Linked DNA regions of Arachis hypogaea: regions 1 and 2 are each linked to region 3. Evidence: chromatin contacts called from public Hi-C data. All regions are on one chromosome and are shown on one strand. Each heading gives the region's core, a stretch centred on a gene start, on an enhancer-like site or on the middle of the called end of the contact. The rest is flanking DNA. Distances are from core to core; before and after follow the strand shown. Region 1 holds the start of LOC112738232. Region 2 holds the start of LOC112738236 (G-type lectin S-receptor-like serine/threonine-protein kinase LECRK2). Region 3 holds the start of LOC112738233.

Region 1 (2,734 bases), core at 40-2,539, 210 kb after region 3:
TCACCAAAAAAATACTAGATACATACTAAAATTAGCTATCAGTATAAAATACATATTAGAATATAAAATACATATTAAAAATGAATTAAATTATATATGTATTTATACACAAATATATGATAGATGATTTTAATAATTGAGTTTCATATACAAATTATATATATATTCGCGTGTCAGATATATTTCGGACACGACATACTCGTCCGACACACGTATTTTTTGTATCCAACCGTGTTTTAATAAAAAAAAATTTTTGAACACATCTAAATATCATTACGTGTCCAGTATTATTTGTAACATGTTTTCTTAAAATGAGTTTAAAAATACCTACCCTCTTTAAAGTAACATGTAAGTTACTCTCTCTAACGTGTCATATTCTAATTCGATATTTATTTTCATACATTTGTTATATATTTATTAAAATATTAATTTAAAAATTTTCTTATATTAACTAAATTCTAAATTAAAATATTGATATGACAAATTAAAAATAAAAACACAAATTAGTGTCACCGTGAAAATTTTCAATTTAAAAAGTTTATCGTGTCAAATAGATCTTTAAATTTGAAAATTTATTCTATACAATTTGGTTTCAAATTATATGAAAAAAAAAAGGAAGAAATTGAAACATTTTATATCTTTTTTTAAAAAATTAATGTAGCTAGTATACAATTATTTTTTATGAAGGTTTAGATTTTTATTTAATTTTTATTAAAAATCAGAGATTTTTATGTGAAAAATAAAAGAGTAATATATAACATTATTTTTCAAATATTTTGTTAAATTTCCAACAAATTTTAATGACCAAAAATTAATTTTTTATTTTTATTTTATTAGATAAATTAGTCATCTAATAAATTTTACTAAAATATTAAAATAAATAAATATCCATTAAAATATGACATATCAAAAAAGATAATTTACATGTTATTTTAAAGAGAATATAATAACATTTATCTTAAAAATAATATATATTATTAGTTATTAAAATAAAAAATATTTTAAATATTTATATAATTAAAAAACATTTAAAATAATAAAAAATAATTTATATTTTAATATTAATAAAATATTAAAATATTACTATAATTTAACTAAAAAATATTTTATATTTATATGTATATTATATTTTATAAAATTTTAAAATTTATCATATATTTCGGATCGCGTGTCCGTGCATCATAAATATATACCATGTAAAATCCGGGTAATGCACGGATGTTAATAAAGACTTTGTTATTAAATAGTTGTATATACTAAGCACTATTATATTTTTGCCAATTATGACGTACTTTTAGATTGTGTAATTAAGATTTCGCATAATAAATAGGTGTTTTGCTTTGTGAAGATTCCCGATAAAATAAAGAATCAAAGAGAATTGTCATTGAATGCAAAATATAAATGCTTGTTGCTCTCCTTCATACCATCACCATTTCCCTTTACTTTACTATAAAATATAAATAAATAAGTAATAATAAAAATATACAAATATTGATTGATTGCTCTCTCTTCTCTCTCAGAAGAAAGAAAAGGAAAACTGCTCCTTCCTCTCACTCTCCCCTTTCTCCCAAAACCTTTACCACATCCATTCCCTTCATTCATTTCCATCTCTTCCTCTTCTTTGAAGAACCATCGCCATCAAATCAAGCCGCATGTCTTCAATGATGAGCGCACAAGGTGTGGTGTTTGCAACCGCCATGGCTGTCTCCGGCACGGTGATCCTCCTCGCTCTCCGCCTTCAGAAATCTTTCCCGCCAACCCAATTCTCCTTCCACGAAATCCCTACTTCCCAAACTCCAAAAACTCTCCGATCTTGCATTTCCTCTGGTATGTACTCTGCTTTTGTCTTTGTTTTTTCCTTCTCCTGTTTCTCGTTACACATTCACAAGAAAATGCAAAAGCTTTAGTCTTTGGCCCTGTTTCTTCTCTAAATTCATGTTAATTGTTGCAGCTGGGAAGAAGAGTGTGAAGAAGAAGAAGAAAAGGGTGCACTTTGCAGAGGACGTGATGGATTCTTGTGGAGACGGAGAAGAGTTCAGGAGGAGGATTAGGTCAAACTATGAATCTGAATCAGAATCAGAATCAAAGGTTGAAACTTGCGGAAATGGGGAAAGAAGAAGAAGAGGAATGCCAGAAAACAGGGTAGCTTTGTATAACGGAATTCTAAGGGATCGTGTGGCCCAACGTTTGGCCTACTCGTGTTGATTTGCTTCTCTCTTCTCTCTCTCTCTCTCTCAATATGAATATTCTTCTTATTATGCTTCTCTTTTTTTTTATTTTCCTTTTTTTAAATTTCTAAGAAGAATTTTTTAGTTTAGGAAGTAATAGAAGGCAGAGGGGATGGGCCACCACAAGAAGTATAGCTCTCTTATCAGTGTTAGTGATTGCTGATTGGATGGGTTTTCCTTGTGAGTTGTGAAGAATAGGGAGATTTTGTTGATATTTGTGTTTTGTAGGGTAATCTTCTAGGCCTCTCTTTCTCTCTCTCTTTTCATAACTCTAAATCCATCTATTATCTTGTTTCTTTCTTCTTTTTACTTTTAGTCTCTTACCTTTTCTTCTTTTCTACTTAGGAAAATGTATTGTGTTCTGTGACATTTGTGAATACAAATAATAGAATTCTTGTGATGGAATACAGTGTAGGTTAATCTTCTCTTCATTCTTCCACTCATTTTTTGGTGGGTACATATTTAATATTTTATAAAAAAAAATCATACATTTTTCTTTATTAATA
Region 2 (3,107 bases), core at 270-2,769, 200 kb before region 3:
GTCATATTGTACATCATTGTTGGGTCCTCTATGCTCTCACAATTATCTTTGCTGTGGTTCTGTTCGCAGTCGAGAAACCTGGTATCGTTACCACCACTCTTGATAGGGATGAAACCGGGATAACACTGACACATGACTTTGTCGCTCTTGATGAAGCAGTAACTGTTCAAGCCACAAAGTGGGACTTGACATTTATCCCCCTCCACGGCTTTCCACAGCGTTTGCACACCTGAGCTAGTATTTCCCTCGAATTGGTGAGCATACAGTCTGAAGTCCCCATCTTCATCAAGTGTAGCACGGTAGATAAAAGTTGCATTCTTTGACTTGTCTGTGAGGTTCTTGCTACTAGCTAAACACTCCAGTTCAGAACCAGAGGAATAATCTTTTAGGCAAAGCGAACCTTCAATGCTAAGACTGAGCTGTAGATAACCATAACCTTCAAAGTATGTGTTTTTAGCCCAATAAGCATCCTCCGGTTCACATGTGCTGTTCACACGGCAAGCAGCTAGGTGTTCATCAAGCTGCCTGCTTAGCAAAAAATGTCCACTCGAATGGTCTGATTGTGACACACTAGAGACCAGGCCCATTCCACCTGTTAAATTCTGGCCACCTAATATGGTGTCACTTGGGTCACCGAAACTACTCCATAACATACTAAAATTCTTATCATAAAGCACAAAGTTGCCAGAATCAAGCATAGATGCTGAAGCCACTTCTACTTTAGCCTGATGTAAAAAATAAAGTGGAATGAGAAACTCTGGGTCTTCATTTTCTTGCAGAAGAAGTAGCCCGTCTTCTTTGGTCAATCTCAATGTGGAATTTGAAGACATTGATGGACTATAAGGATGATAAGTCCACACAATTGTGTGTTTAGGTTGAGTAAGCAGCCATATTCCAACAGCATAGCTGTTACCGTGAGGGTAAAAGCCAAAAGCAAAGAGGCCAGAACGTGAAGACCATGAAGTATTTTTGCCTGTAGGAGAGATCGTAGATCCTATAGGAATGAGGTGGGTGTGGTTTGTCTCAGCTGTGGTTTCATTTGCAAATAGCATCAACAACACTAGCAATAACAGAGCAGGTGTTGATGCCATAGGATTTTGTGGAGTCTTAACTATTCTGAAATGAGAATGATTCTTAGTGATGAACTCACTAGCCAAAACACAACAGTTAAGTAAGGCTCAGGCTCCATTACAGGAGTTGACTGACTCTCATGCATTGCTGAGTCTCACTCCCAAATTCCACACATGATGCAGAAAGGAGTGGTCCACACTCCACATTCCGTGTGGAAATTAAAATCATGCAATATGCATCAAGTCATGAGCCGTGTCATGCAGGAGATTGGTTCCAAATCTTGGACACAAAACTAGCAAGTCCTCTAAGAATTAACTTTTGTCTTTACACATTGTTGACTTAAGCCAATCTTTATTTCTGAGAAATTATACTTACAAATCCAGATTTGCCTAAACTACACCCAATTCCTCCTTGGTTTTTCAATATATATTAACCCCCTTAATATGGTTTGTTTTAATATAAAATACCAAAATTATCCTTGCACTCATCTTCACCTCCTCCTGCTCCGCCCCATCCCACAGTCCCACACTCACCCTCCTCCACTCCCTTTCCCACCACCACAAGCACCGTCAGCCACCCTCTACATTATCTTTCATTACATGAATTTGAGAATAAAAAATTAAAAAAAAAAAACATCACGCACATTAACATGATCTGACAGCAAAAAGAATTACAACTAAGAATTAACTGAACTAAAGCTCAAACAGCGAAATTCACACATTAAAAAAATAAAATAAAAAGAGAAAAAATTATAAGTTGAAAAAGAAAGACCTGAATGCGATTTTCTCAAGCGTGGAACAAACAATACCGTTGATTATGGTGTCAAAATTACAGAAATTAATTGAAACTACAGTGGGATAAATATTATATTATTTAAAAATTAATTAAAAAATATATATAAACTAATGTTAAATTTGACGTGTTTAAAAATGTAAAAAAGTGACCATAGGGACCATAGGGTTTAGAAGTGCTCTGCTAGGGTTTAGTAGGGTAATCCTAATTCTTACTTGTGAGAGTGAGTGTGAGTGATCAAGCAAGATTCAACCTGTGAGTGAGTAATCAAAACTTAACCTGCCAGCGTGCGTGAGCAATAAAGTTTCAACCAGTGAGAGTGAGTGTGAGTGATCAAGTCTCAGGATGGCAGCCAATGCTGCTACAACAGAAGACAAAACTGACATGGAAGACGCAATAATCACAATCGATGAGAAGGATATACAAGTAGAGGTGGAAAAGTGTTCAAAAAGCTTGATAGGAAGACTCTTGGCAGACAGCCTTTTTCATTGGCACAATTGAACCTGCTATTCAAGCAATATGGAGACGTCCAAAAGGATTTAAAGTTGTGGACACAGGAAGAAATCTTTTCCAATTGTTTTTTGAAGAAGAAAAAGATGTCGTCAGAATCGAAAGATGAGTACCATGACTGCTTAAAAATTACATATTAAATCTAAAATGGTAAAAGAAGGATGAAGTTATAGAAGATTCAAAATTTTCAAAAGTCCCAATTTGGATCCAAATATAGGAATTACCGGAGCACTACAAAACAAAAAAACTGGGACGAAAATTGGAGAGTGCTATTGGGAACGTCTTGAATGTTGATTTCTTCTATGTGAAAGGCAGGGAGAACTGCATTATAAAAGTCCAAAATAAGTCTCAACATTACAAAACCACTTAAGAGAACACTCAAGATTGCCGACCCCAACAAAAAGGTGCTGGAGGTCTCACTCAAGTACGAAAAAATTGGTAACTTTTGCAATTATTGTGGATACATAGGCCATGAAACACGAGGATGCACCATCCAAATTGAAGATTCAATTAGAGGAGAAGTTAAAGAAGAAAAATGGGGTGATTGGCTAAAATCTGACCAAGGAGGAAAAAGAGAAACAATAGTGAGAGATAAAAAGGATCAAAACACAGGTACAGGAGAACGAAGTGGACATTCAAGGTCACAACAACCGATTCCAATAAATTTCATCAACAATCTTTCTAGTCTCTCAATGAAGTCCAAAGGAAGAAGAATCTGCGAAGGTGAGAATAAG
Region 3 (3,105 bases), core at 166-2,665:
TACCTACAAATACAACAAGCAAATTGTCAAAAAAGAACTCAGACACCAATCAAAGGAAATTGGGTCATCATCAACAATTTGAAAAGGTACGAAATCAAAAATTTCTTACACACAAAATACCACAACATACTTCCAAATACAGAAATGGTGTCACTCCCAACCACTTTAAAGTAACCCCATTTGGGGGCAAACACAGCTACGAAATTGAAAACGCGAAGGGCACAATTGAATGGCGAAAACACAAAAGGTCGTCCTCTCGAAAAATGCAAACCAAATCTTGTAAAGCTTCGATATGAAGGAATCTTGAACTGGGAATGGTTACATGAAAGGAGTTCAAAGAAAGTGAAAGAAAGAGAGAAAGCAAACATTTTAGAAACGAAAAAAAAGGAAGAGAAAAAAAGTGAAGAATTTATAATATACAAGGAACAAAAGGGACATTTATGCACCCCTCTTTAAAAGTCACACAAATCCCCAAGAAACTGCCGCATAACGACGCTACATAATTAAGGAAAGCAACATTTCAAAAATTTTGAAACACGTCGAGTACCTGGCTTCTGGAAGGCGACGTACTCGACGAAGGAAGCTGGGGACACAAATACTCGAGCCTGACCTTATGAAGGTTCGGACTCAAGTAAAGGCATTGTTCATACCCTGACCCAAAAATATAAAGTCAGGCCCAATAAGAAAAAAGGCCTACCCAAAAAGGATGTCCACTTCTACTTGCCCGACCTATCAAGAGGTCAAGTACGACAAAGGAGGTTTAGCCCACTTATCTGAATAAGTAACTATCTCCCTAAATCTCTTCTACTATCTCTACTATGTAGAAGATAGATCTCAACAAACTCCCAAGATAAAGGGAACTGTTATCCACTAACAAAGGTGGAACTACTTCAAAAAGGTAGTTATCTATTCTGCTATAAATACACTGACACTTCTCAGGTATATTCAAGTCCCAATCTGCTAAAAACCTACTTAAATTCCTTGCTAACTTAAACATCGGAGTTTCTTACAGGTACTACTCCCACCTCTTCACAAGGAACTCGGACGGCGACATTTCAGCACCAGTACAAGTCGAACGTTGCCTCAAAAAAAATCTGCACCTCACATTCAGGCCCAAATTAGCGTTTCAAGTAATCCCTAGAACATGTACTTTTGTTCATTTACTTTTAAAAAAAAAAAACAGAAAAAAATTGAGGCCGACCACTAAACTACACGTGAAGTATGATTTTCTTTTGGTACTGGAACAGGCCAAAGCCCAAAACAGAAAATAATAGCTACATGTGTCCAAAGCAAAGGACATAGTGTTGTTAAGCCCAACATGAGGCCCAGTCTAACATGGACTTAGCGGATTCAAATCTAAAGAGCTCATTGCTCAAAAAAGAAATTTCTAGAAAGCTCGAGGTGTTTGGAGGCAATGGTGGATATTTACGGTCTCATCATTGGCGTCAACCCTTTGAAGATGAAGAAATTGCAGCAGTCATGGAGGCAGCGCAGGGGGTTGAAGTGGAAGCTCGAAATATGTTTGTTATTGTCGTTTCTCCTTTTCCTTTTTTTCCTTGTGTCCAGCTGTTCCTCTGTGTTGTGAGTTGGGCAGGTGCCTAGCCCATGACAACGACAAAAACAAAAAAAAACAAAAAAATTCAGTGGCGCCTAACTGCCATTCAAACCTTACGAGTAACTACCATTCTTCTTCTTCTTCTGACTAAAACGGCAGAAGCAGAAGAACCACAATGCACTCTCCCTTTCTCACTGCAACTCATCCGCCATGCTCAAAGGCAAGCTCAAGCTTCCACGTCCACTTCCAAGTCCCGACCAGCTTGGCAGCTTGATTGCTGGAGGATCAGAATCCGAAGAGTTCGAGTTTGGCGAAGAGCTGGAACCGATTCATCCAGCTGCATTACGGTTGCACAGAGAGAGTGATGATGCTGATGAAGCTATAGATAACGATGATGACGGTGGTGGTGGTGGTAATGGCATGGACCATAAAACCCGGCAGAGGCCGCGTAAGGACACCATTAATCCGGTTTCCGTGTTGAAGTCCACTTCAGAGGAAGAGAAAAGATCTGATTTAGAACATGAGGTCACACGTGATTTTCAACTTTTTTTTTATGGGTTTAATTTATGAAATTATTATGTCACGAACGGAGTAATATTTGAAAATTAAATGTGAAATTCTTTTCGATGCATGATTTAAGTTGTTAAAACCTAATCATTTTCAATTTTCGAATCCTTTTGCTATTAATAAGTGTTAAATGTTCATCAATCGTTGTTCAATTATTTGAATTCTTTGTTATGTAGCTTTCTCAAAGGGAGATTAATTTGGAGAAGTTGCAAAGAATTGCTAGCACTGGTAGTCCTGATGGAGGAGGTTTGCGTGCAATAGCGTGGAAGGTAATTCAGCGTATTTGCTTGATGCAAGTATCAGACTATCAGTAGGCCAGTAGCTTTGATTTTCACGCAAACCTAAATCTTAGAAGAATTTATCTTGTCAATTTTTAGCTGATACGAATTTTTAACACTGTTACGCTAAATTTGTATCTTAATGAGAATATCAAATGCTTTAATTTTAATATTTAGATAAGTAACACCAATCTAGGGGGAAAATTTTATCTATATATGTTTTGGCATACAAGCAGAGCTAATTGTCCTGCTATGATTCAACATATCCAGCTTCTCTTGGGTTACTTACCTTCATCTCAGGACCTGTGGGAGAAGGAATTGAAAGAGAATAGACAAAAGTATTCTAATCTGAAAGAGGAACTTCTCCTGAATCCAGTAAGATGCTTCAAATTTGTAATTCTTAACATAAGCAGTTTATATTCATATTAACTATTAGTTTTACTGCGAAATGTGATATGTATTTTAGCTCGTCTTTTCATTGATTGTTTTATTGTTGAATCTAAGACAGTCAGAACATATCTGGAGGGAAGGCAAAGAATTAAGTTCCGCGAACCAGCACAAGGAAGGTGACAGTGATGGCCTGTTAAGGCGACATGAAATTTCTCAGGAAGATCACCCTTTGAGCCTGGGCAAGGCTAGTCTTTGGAGTCAGTATTTTAAGGTAATTTTCTCCATTTCAAAATTTTTGGATAGAGAAGTCAATAT

Evidence for each region. Hi-C and Micro-C count contacts between places; a contact is called where the count stands out from the background.
Region 1: a contact with region 3 is called in a Hi-C map of an unstated tissue, with 3 times the contacts expected there. The contact joins the promoter of LOC112738232 here to the promoter of LOC112738233 in region 3. A contact is called at or near these places in 2 of 8 Hi-C or Micro-C datasets (leaf and an unstated tissue).
Region 2: a contact with region 3 is called in a Hi-C map of leaf, with 3 times the contacts expected there. The contact joins the promoter of LOC112738236 here to the promoter of LOC112738233 in region 3. A contact is called at or near these places in 3 of 8 Hi-C or Micro-C datasets (all in leaf).

What each region holds. Positions count from the first base shown.
Region 1 is chr13:43,398,515-43,401,248 of arahy.Tifrunner.gnm2.J5K5, reverse strand. LOC112738232 reads left to right here and starts at 1,289. Exons shown (of 2, transcript XM_025788580.3): 1 at 1,289-1,827; 2 at 1,952-2,633. The coding sequence starts at 1,653. The coding sequence ends at 2,205.
Region 2 is chr13:43,812,505-43,815,611 of arahy.Tifrunner.gnm2.J5K5, reverse strand. It overlaps LOC112738236 (G-type lectin S-receptor-like serine/threonine-protein kinase LECRK2), which reads right to left and starts at 1,519. Exons shown (of 1, transcript XM_025788587.3): 1 at 1-1,519. The coding sequence starts at 1,091.
Region 3 is chr13:43,608,538-43,611,642 of arahy.Tifrunner.gnm2.J5K5, reverse strand. LOC112738233 reads left to right here and starts at 1,415. Exons shown (of 8, transcript XM_025788583.3): 1 at 1,415-2,080; 2 at 2,299-2,391; 3 at 2,671-2,775; 4 at 2,909-3,061. The coding sequence starts at 1,766.